Linked DNA regions of Sus scrofa: regions 2 and 3 are each linked to region 1. A link is a contact called in public Hi-C and targeted proximity ligation data. All regions are on one chromosome and are shown on one strand. The core of a region is the stretch at or near the end of the contact, and the rest is flanking DNA. Distances in the headings are between cores, read along the strand shown. Region 1 overlaps LOC102158799 (a long non-coding RNA gene). Region 2 holds the start of GALM (galactose mutarotase). Region 3 overlaps GALM (galactose mutarotase).

What was found. A called contact is a pair of places that touch in the nucleus more often than the background predicts.
Region 2: a contact with region 1 is called in a Hi-C map of skeletal muscle, with 4 times the contacts expected there. A contact is called at or near these places in 4 of 47 Hi-C or Micro-C datasets (embryonic fibroblasts, heart right ventricle and skeletal muscle) and 1 of 2 datasets of targeted methods (alveolar macrophages).
Region 3: a contact with region 1 is called in a targeted proximity ligation map of alveolar macrophages. A contact is called at or near these places in 6 of 47 Hi-C or Micro-C datasets (alveolar macrophages, blood, embryonic fibroblasts and 3 more) and 2 of 2 datasets of targeted methods (alveolar macrophages and skeletal muscle).

What each region holds. Positions count from the first base shown.
Region 1 is chr3:101,815,884-101,818,625 of Sscrofa11.1, forward strand. It overlaps LOC102158799 (a long non-coding RNA gene), which reads left to right. Exons shown (of 3, transcript XR_302530.3): 3 at 176-2,118. Among named protein-coding and RNA genes, the nearest start is that of HNRNPLL, 64 kb to the left of the region's middle.
Region 2 is chr3:101,681,510-101,684,368 of Sscrofa11.1, forward strand. It overlaps GALM (galactose mutarotase), which reads right to left and starts at 1,312. Exons shown (of 7, transcript NM_214406.1): 1 at 1,067-1,312. The coding sequence starts at 1,256.
Region 3 is chr3:101,643,919-101,646,751 of Sscrofa11.1, forward strand. All of the region lies in intron 4 of GALM (galactose mutarotase), which reads right to left. Among named protein-coding and RNA genes, the nearest start is that of GALM, 37 kb to the right of the region's middle.

The DNA.
Region 1 (2,742 bases), core at 193-2,692:
CATCCATATCAGACAAGACCTCTCTCTGACTCTGATGGATCTAGACAAAAACAAGGCCCCTCTGGAATCATGTCTGACCATAATCAAAAACAAGAAATTGGACCACAAAAATGGCCACCAAACATTGTGCTATCCTGGGTAACAATGAATAACTCAGCTTCTTTTCCATTTACAGCTGTGGACTTGCTTTGTTCCTCCTGCCTCCTGGATAAACAGTAAGCTGCCAATCCTAGAATCACCCCTGCTTCCTGACAACATCCAAACCAGAGCATAGCCCCACTTCCTTGAACCATCTGCAGAATCACCAAACACAGGCCTAAGCTCCTTTTCACACTGGCTTATGGAGGGTATGCAGTCTCTCTCATTGCACCTCGTCTGTGAACCCACAGCTGACTCTAGGTGTGTTCTGGTGATTTTGATTCAAAGGCACTATCAAGAGGCTGGCTCTGAGGTAGACCATGTGGTGGCGATCCATGTGGAAGCCTAGGAGTTTTTACCCTGCCATTCACTTTCTCTGTTGTAGAGAAAGCCATTTACATATTTGGATCTTCAGTACTTAAAGGCTGACAAGAATTTCTTCATTGCCTGAAAGAACATGGCATGTGAGGGCCTTTCAGAGATTGATCTGACTGGGGCAGAGTATTTCTTTCTAAAGCACTGGAGGGTGAGGGCACCCATGAGGAAATGTTTGAGTTCCAGGCAATCGATGTTGAGGAGAGAATGTGGGTCGGTCCTAGCTCTACTTCTTACCCAGTGTGTGATGTGGAGCAGGTTTCTTAACCTCCTTGAGCTGCAGAGTCTGCATCTGAGGAATGATGCAGACTCTGCAGCTATAGTTAATAGTACCCCAGTGAGCCTTACCTCACAGGCTTGAATGCTTGAAAAGAGCATGTAAATCATCCAGCACTCCTAGTACACAGGGGCTGTGGGGAATCAGCAGATGTGCCATCTCTTCCTTCCCAGCCGACAGTGGACAGCCACTGTAGATTCCTGAAAGGAAAGTGGCCCAAGGGCAATAGGTGTTTTAGGGAAATAGACCAAAACGGAGAGGGCATAGGCCAGTCTAGTTGATAATGGGACACTCTAGCTTGCATGGCCCCTGCCAACCACTGCAAAGATAGCATCACATTCTCAAAAGAAGTGCAGTTGTCCCAGCTAGACAAGGGGGACAAATGAATGATGAGGGCATGCCATGCAGGGTGTGCCAAGCAGCAAGCCTCAGTGGGACAGGGTGGAAGAAATATTAGGGACACTTTCAGAAAGGCAGCCAAACTCTGGGCTGCTGGGGACAGCAAGAGAAACAGATCCCTTTGGAGTGCAGCAGTCATTGGAAGAATGCCCACATCTAACCTTCAGGTCCATGGGCCATAACACCTTCCACTTTTGCATTGTTGCCAGGGCTTTGCTGTCACACACAAAAGGGCTACTTCTAACAGGAAGGGTGACACTGAGCTCTAAAGGTCAGTTCCAGCCTTCTTCCTCATTTAACTGTAGGGCGGTAACCAAAGCAGGCCATTCTACTTTAGCCCAAGAGCAATTGACTCCAAGGAGGAGAAAATAGATGACTGATGTAAAGAGTTACATTTTGCAACCACTCTCTTCACCAGTTCAACTTCTGGTAGTTTTTGAATTTTGTAGTTAACAGTACCCCAGTGAGCCTTTAAGCTAGCACATCCTTCCCTTAGCAAGGAGTTTTCGGATTTAGAGCGTTTATATTTAAAAACAATCAAAACATCAGAATGATTTGTGAATGACCTAAAAAAAATCCAATATGTATATTAGCTGCAGATGGTGTACAAGAGAACAAAGTTAAGTCAATAGAAAGTTGCCCTGTGATTTGAATCATCACATCGACATTTATTGGGCACCTACTTTCTACAAGACTGGGCACTGAGGAATTAAAAGATGAACAAGTCAGTATCTGCCTTCATAGAATTTGTCATCTAGTGGAGAGGCTGAAAGTATACCAACAAGTCTAATGCAAGGGCATAAGAATGCACCCAAATCACCATGGTAACAAGAAGATGATTACATTTACTAGAAAAATCAAGGTTTTAAAAGAAGAAGAGGGTCTTGAGGACTTCTTTTTTTTTTTTTTTTTTTTTTTTTTTTTTTTGTCTTTTTGCTATTTCTTGGGCCGCTCTCGCGGCATATGGAGGTTCCCAGGCTAGGGGTCAAATCGGAGCTGTGGCCACCGGCCTACACCAGAGCCACAGCAACGCGGGATCCAAGACAAGTCTGCGACCTACACCACAGCTCATGGCGACGCCGGATCGTTAACCCACTGAGCAAGCGCAGGGACCGAACCCGCAACCTCATGGTTCCTAGTCGGATTCGTTAACCACTGCGCCACGACGGGAACTCCTTGAGGACTTCTTGATCTGGGCTTTGGTTCATTGACTATCAGCCATGGTCACCTCCTTGCCCTGCTTTGGGGGACATGATCCTAAACCATCTCCTCTCTGGACCTTCATTCTGCCTTGCTTGACTCAGGAGAGAGTCAACCACTGCTCAGCTCTCTTGATCCCTAATGGAGTCTCATCCCCAAAGTGCAGATGCCATAGGGATTAGAGACTAATCATTATGAGACTCTCAGGATCCTAACCCAGACACTGGAGAATAACGATCAGAAAAAGGGGCCATTATTATCACAAGTGTAATGGTGCTAGGTCACTCGGTTCGTTGAAAGAGATTGGAGGAACTGGGAATTAAGTCCCTAGGCCTAGATAATGTCCCTGCTTG
Region 2 (2,859 bases), core at 62-2,561, 130 kb before region 1:
CAGGTGTGCCAAGAAATAGCAAGCACTATGCCCATTTTCCTTTGCCCTGATCAAAGTGCAGTTGTAACTATTTATTTGTGCAATTTTTTGGCTAAGGTCTATCTCCACATCTAAATTGCAAGTTCTGGAGTTCCTATCGTGGTGCAATGGAAACGAATGCAACTAGGAACCATGAAGTTTCAGGTTTGATCCCTGGCCTTGCTCAGTGGGTTAAGGATCTGGCGTTGCCATGAGCTGTCATGTAGGTCACAGGCTCAGCTTGGATCTGGCATGGCTGTGGCTGTGGCATAGCTGTAGCTCCGATTCGACTCCTAGCCTGGGAATCTCCATATGCCTCAGGTGCAGCCCTAAAAAAAAAAAAGAAAAAAAAATTAAAAAATAAATTGCAATTTCCATGAGGGTGGGGACCTTGTCTTTCTCGCTGATCAGATAACTGATTCAACAGTGTCTGAATGAATTAACACATTTTTTAATTGCCTACAGATTCCCACAAAATAAAATCCATCCCAGTTACAAAGAGACTCTTTTCTTGACAATATGGGTATTGATCAGCCAAGGGGTGCGGGACACTGTACCCACAGACGAAAGCAGATAAGCTGTTTGCACCTGCTGAGCTTATGTTATGGAGCATTTCTGAAACCACCAGACCTCGAAGAGAATCTAAACAAGAAGGAAGTAGAAGACGCATGTCTTTTAATTTTTTTCCTTCTTCAAAAAGGGCACAAGGGAAGAACTGGGAGCCACACCCCCTCCGGCCTGCACTTTCCTCTCACCCTCAGAGATCAAGCAGTTCAAAGATCATTCCAGAGTTGCTGCAGTTTTATTTTACCCTCAACTGACTTTCTAAAAATTAAGACAAAGGCCTGAATGTACAACCAGAGACCAAGTCCTACAGCAGTTCGTTTTTTCCAAACATTAGATCGCAACACAGTGAGTGAGTCAGATCCAAGCACTCCTCAGTACTTCCCTTCGGCCCCGCATCCCTGCAGCGCGAGTCTCCAGTGTGAGGCGGTGTTAACGGATGGGCCTGGGGCCCCTCCGCAGCCCGGGGCGGAATCCAACCCACCTTTCAATTCAGCAAAGCCAAGCACCACGTCTGAGGCTCTGCCCTGCCTGTCTTTGACCTCCAGGGCCGTGATGGTGCAGCCCCAGGAGATGATGTCCACTCTCAGCTGGTCTGATTGCAGCTGGAACTTTTCCACCGTCCCTGCCCCCGAGGGGAGGTCTCCAAACACGGATCTTGTAACTGAAACCATTAGGAAAGCTTGGGGTGTGTAGTTGCTCCAGGTCCCTCGAACTCCCGCCGCCAAACCTAGAGCGGCAGAAGTTTACTGGAGAAGGGGAGGGACAGGGATCAGACTCCTCCCCTTCCTTGCCGGGATTTAGGGAGTGACCACTTCTGCGAAAAATATCCTCCGGGGCCTTTCGAAATCATTCCTTTGCCTGAGGGTGGCACCAAGGCAAAATTTCCTACTAAGCTGGGAATTTCCAGCCAGTTCTTTTCCTTTGCTAACCCTGACTGCACTGCATGTTGGGAATGGTAGTCTTTGAAAGGGGAACTTGCATGTTGGGGCCTGTAGTCTTTCTAAACCCAAATCTTGAGTCTGCTGGATTCTACCCCGTTTTCTGGCACAAGGTTCTCAACGTGCAGTGATCTGTTCATTAATCGTGACTGACTTTCAGATAAAATGCTGGAAAATGCAGAGATTAAAATTAGGAAGAGTGGGGAGGGGGGTGGAAATGTGGGAGGTTGTGTGTGGAATTTTGATTTTTAACTCTTTGATCCAGAAGGGAAAGAATTACAGTAGTAATTAAGAGAAGGGGTAAATAATTGCAGGTTTCTCTGCACACTGACTGAAGATCCATTCTGCTTGCCACACAAACAGCTCTCAACATGTATTGCTGGAGCCACTGCCCAGAGGCTCTCCTGACTGCTAGCCCGGAGAGGGTCATGTCTAGATGGATTAGGGCCTAGTTTATATGGAGGTGAACAAAGGTGGCCTCTGACTTTCTTTCCTTCAGGGGACTGGGAAAGGACCTTGGTTATACACCCACTCTTGTTCCTGAAGCCCAAAGTTCCTTTAAGAAAGGATTAAGGATGAATATTTATTAAGGACATCATTAATGTCAGATACTGTACTTTTATTATCTCCTTTCTACAAGCAGAAAAAGGCTTTGCGTATGTACTGCTGGGAGAAGAAAGACATTAAATAATCCTTTAATGCTTTGATGTGCCTCAAAAGCATCAAAAATGCATATCCCCAGGTTCATTCCTGGAATTTCTGTTTCTGTGAGTCGAGGGTGAAACTCAGTAATCTACTTTTTTCACAGATTCCTCAGGTTAGTCTACTGTAGTTTATCTGGGACCAGACTTTGAGAAGTATTGCTCCAGGTTTTGATGACTAATCTCAGATTTTTTTCCCCCCTCTGATGGTACAGGACTAAGATAGAGCTACCAAAGGCCTTAATAATATTGTCAGATAAAATACAGTAAATGTATTTCTTTGCTAAATCTGTCCAGATAGTACTGAGCCTTGGAACAGGGAAGATTCTGGAAGCCTGACAACGTTCTACTTGACCATCTGCATACTCATCACTTTGATCTGGTTCCTAGGTACTTTAAAGGGGATCCAACTAGACCGTGGTGAACACCAAAATTCATCTATGACTAGGAAATTAGGAGAACTGGGATCATGTTCCTGGAATCAGATGCTAATAAAACATAACCATCTCTCAGCCCTTTCCATATTTGGAGTTTGAAGGAATATTTAACATTCTTGCCACAAAGCCTCAATTCTCATTCATGAAGCAGGGCAATTCTGATAGCAAAGGAAAAAGAGAGCTTGCAACAAGCTTCAG
Region 3 (2,833 bases), core at 278-2,777, 170 kb before region 1:
CTTTCTTCCTCTGCCCATCTGACTTGACACCTGTATGTATGTATGTATGTATGTATGTATGTATGTATGTATGTCTTTTTAGGGCTGAACCCACGGCATATGGAAGGTCCCAGGCTAGGGGTCGAATTGGAGCTACAGCTGCCGGCCTACACCACAGCCACAGCTATGCCAGATCAGAACCTTGTCTGCAACATACAGTGCAGCTCAAGGAAACAACAACCCACTGAGCATGGCCAGGGATTGAACCCAGATCCTTGTGGATACTAGTTGGTATTTTTACCGCTGAGCCACAAGGGGAACTTGACTTGACATCTTTATTGTGAACCTCTCTTGCACCTTAAATATTGGTGGGGGGTTTCCTCAGATTCCCCTGGGTTCAGCCCTCAGACCACTGTTCTTCTCAATCTGCAGTTCCTCTCTGGGAAATCCACATGGCTTAATCTACAATATACTCTCACTCTTATTTTTCCTCAAACATTGTACCCATCTGTCTGACTGCTTACTGGACATCCTCACCTGGATGCCCCACAGGCACCTTAATCTCAAATATCTCTGAGACCAAATCCATAGTTCCTCCATCCACTCCCATCCCTCATCCCACCTCCTCCTCCTCTATTCCTGCTACTTACTATCTCCATTCCTACTGCCCAGAAGCTGTCCTGGAAACCTAGGCGTCATCACACAGCCTTCCTGCTTCCTCATTTTCTATATTCAATTCAGGCCTCCTGGTTTTTACCTCTTAATATTATAAGACTATATTTCTTCCATCTGAAATCTTATTTAGATCCTCCTCATCTCTTGCTCGGGTTATTAAAATAGACTCTTCATCCATCTCTGGCTCCAGTCAAACCCCACCCACAACAGTTGCTGGGTTAGTATTTGTAAAATGCCAGTCTCGCTAGGTCAATTCCCTGGCTTAAAATGCTTCGAAGTCTCCCATGATTTAAAGATAAAATCCTAGCTCCTCCTTAGGATGGCACAGAACGCCCATGATGACTGTACTCAACTACAAAGCCGGGACAAGGGTGAGGCAAGCAAGGAGCTAGGGTGCAAAATTTAAGGATACAGTCACTCTCAGAGGCTGACTCTGTACCTGCAGGACCCTGAAAGTGAGTGCTGCCTTAAGTTTTGCACCCCAGTGCTGCACCTCCCTTGTCTCACCCTAGCCTCCACTCTGCCCAACTGTCTCTGTGGCTTTTGGCTTAATAGCCTACTCCACTCCCACATTCTGTGCTTAGTACTCTTACTCTCCTTGTGGCTAGATCCTCACAGATACTAAGAAGCTTCCTGAAGCTCAGGGTGCTTTCAAGAAAGCCTCTTCAAATCCTTGCCTTTATGCTCCCCTTAGGCCCAAGGGCAATAATTCTAGCACTGCCCTGACTACACTAGATTCTCCACTCCCTGTAAGCTTTTCAAGGCCACAGACAGTGTTTGATCATCTTTCTATGGCCAGTGCCTTAGGCAGCACCTAGCAATCAGTGGATGTTCCACAAATGCTAGCTGAACTGAAAGCAAGTCTGGTCTGAGACTTGAGTCAGCCTCAGGCCCATGGTGCAAAGCCCACAGTCATCTCTCATCCCCTTAAGAATGGGGCGACCTCTAAGGATTGCTATGCACCAGGTTTGAACCAGAGCCAGGCATCTGTCCAGACCTGGGGTGTGGGAAGGGTGGGTGTTAAACTACCAGCTCTCCAAGGGTGGTAGTGAGAGTTCTAGAAAATAACTCCCCTTCTGACAAACTTACTTGATGTTAGTCTGGAATTTTCATAGGAATTATACAACACCTAGCCAAGTGCTAATTTCTGAGCTTTCTTCCTGCCAAATTCCCACCATGCTGGCTCACGCTTGCCAATCTTGTAGCAGTGATATTTTCTAGCAGGGAACATGAGTGGCTTTGGATGTTATTCTGAAGCCTCATAAAGCCATTCTTGGGGCCATTTTGTAGAGAGGGATTCAATAATGCATCCCCTTGGAGGGGTTCATTGCTACCAGGAGAGTTCCTTGGAGTTTCTGTATTGAACTTCCTTGAACATCATCTGGGAGAGTCTGTCATACAAGAAACAGCTCCAGGGTAAATAATAATCCATAAGATTCAATTATCACCAGTTTTTACTTTTTTTAGTGTTACTCAAATAGAACACCATGCTCTGGCTTCCCACTTATAGAGCGGCCGGCATGCCTGCCTGCTCCCACACTCCACAGACTGATGTCCAGGCCTGCAGTCCTGACTGAACAAGGGCTGGTGAGTATTACAAGACAATTTCATTGATCTGATCAAGCAGAAAGAAAAGCTGGTTTTCTGACCCAGAGTCTTGGCTGCTATAGCTCCTCCGGGTAGGACCTTGGAGAAGTTACTCTTCTTAGTTTGCCATTTTCCTTCTCTAGCTAGACTTCTAGCTCCCTTCAGGGAATTTAATGGTGATAAATTAGGAAAAAAAATTTTTAAACTACCCTGAAGATTACAAAGAAGAAAATATACCACTGCTAGTCTCAAAAATGATGACTATCCTTATATACAATAATATATAATAAGGCAACCATAAACTATTGTTACCTCAAGAGAGGAAAAAAGACTGGAAAACCCCTCTGTAGACCAAGATGATGCAACCAACTCACACAAGGTTTTACACAGAATTTCAGGAGTTTATGAATCCCTTTAAGTTCTTTCATCATCTTCCCAGATATACAAGTATGAACCCTGCCCTGGCTAAGAATATCTGGCTTATGGAGTTTCCTCATGGCTCAGTGGGTTAAGGATCCAGCACTATCATTGCTGTGGCTCTGGTTACAGCTGTGGAGCTGTGGCGGGGTTTGATTCCTGGCCCAGAAACTTT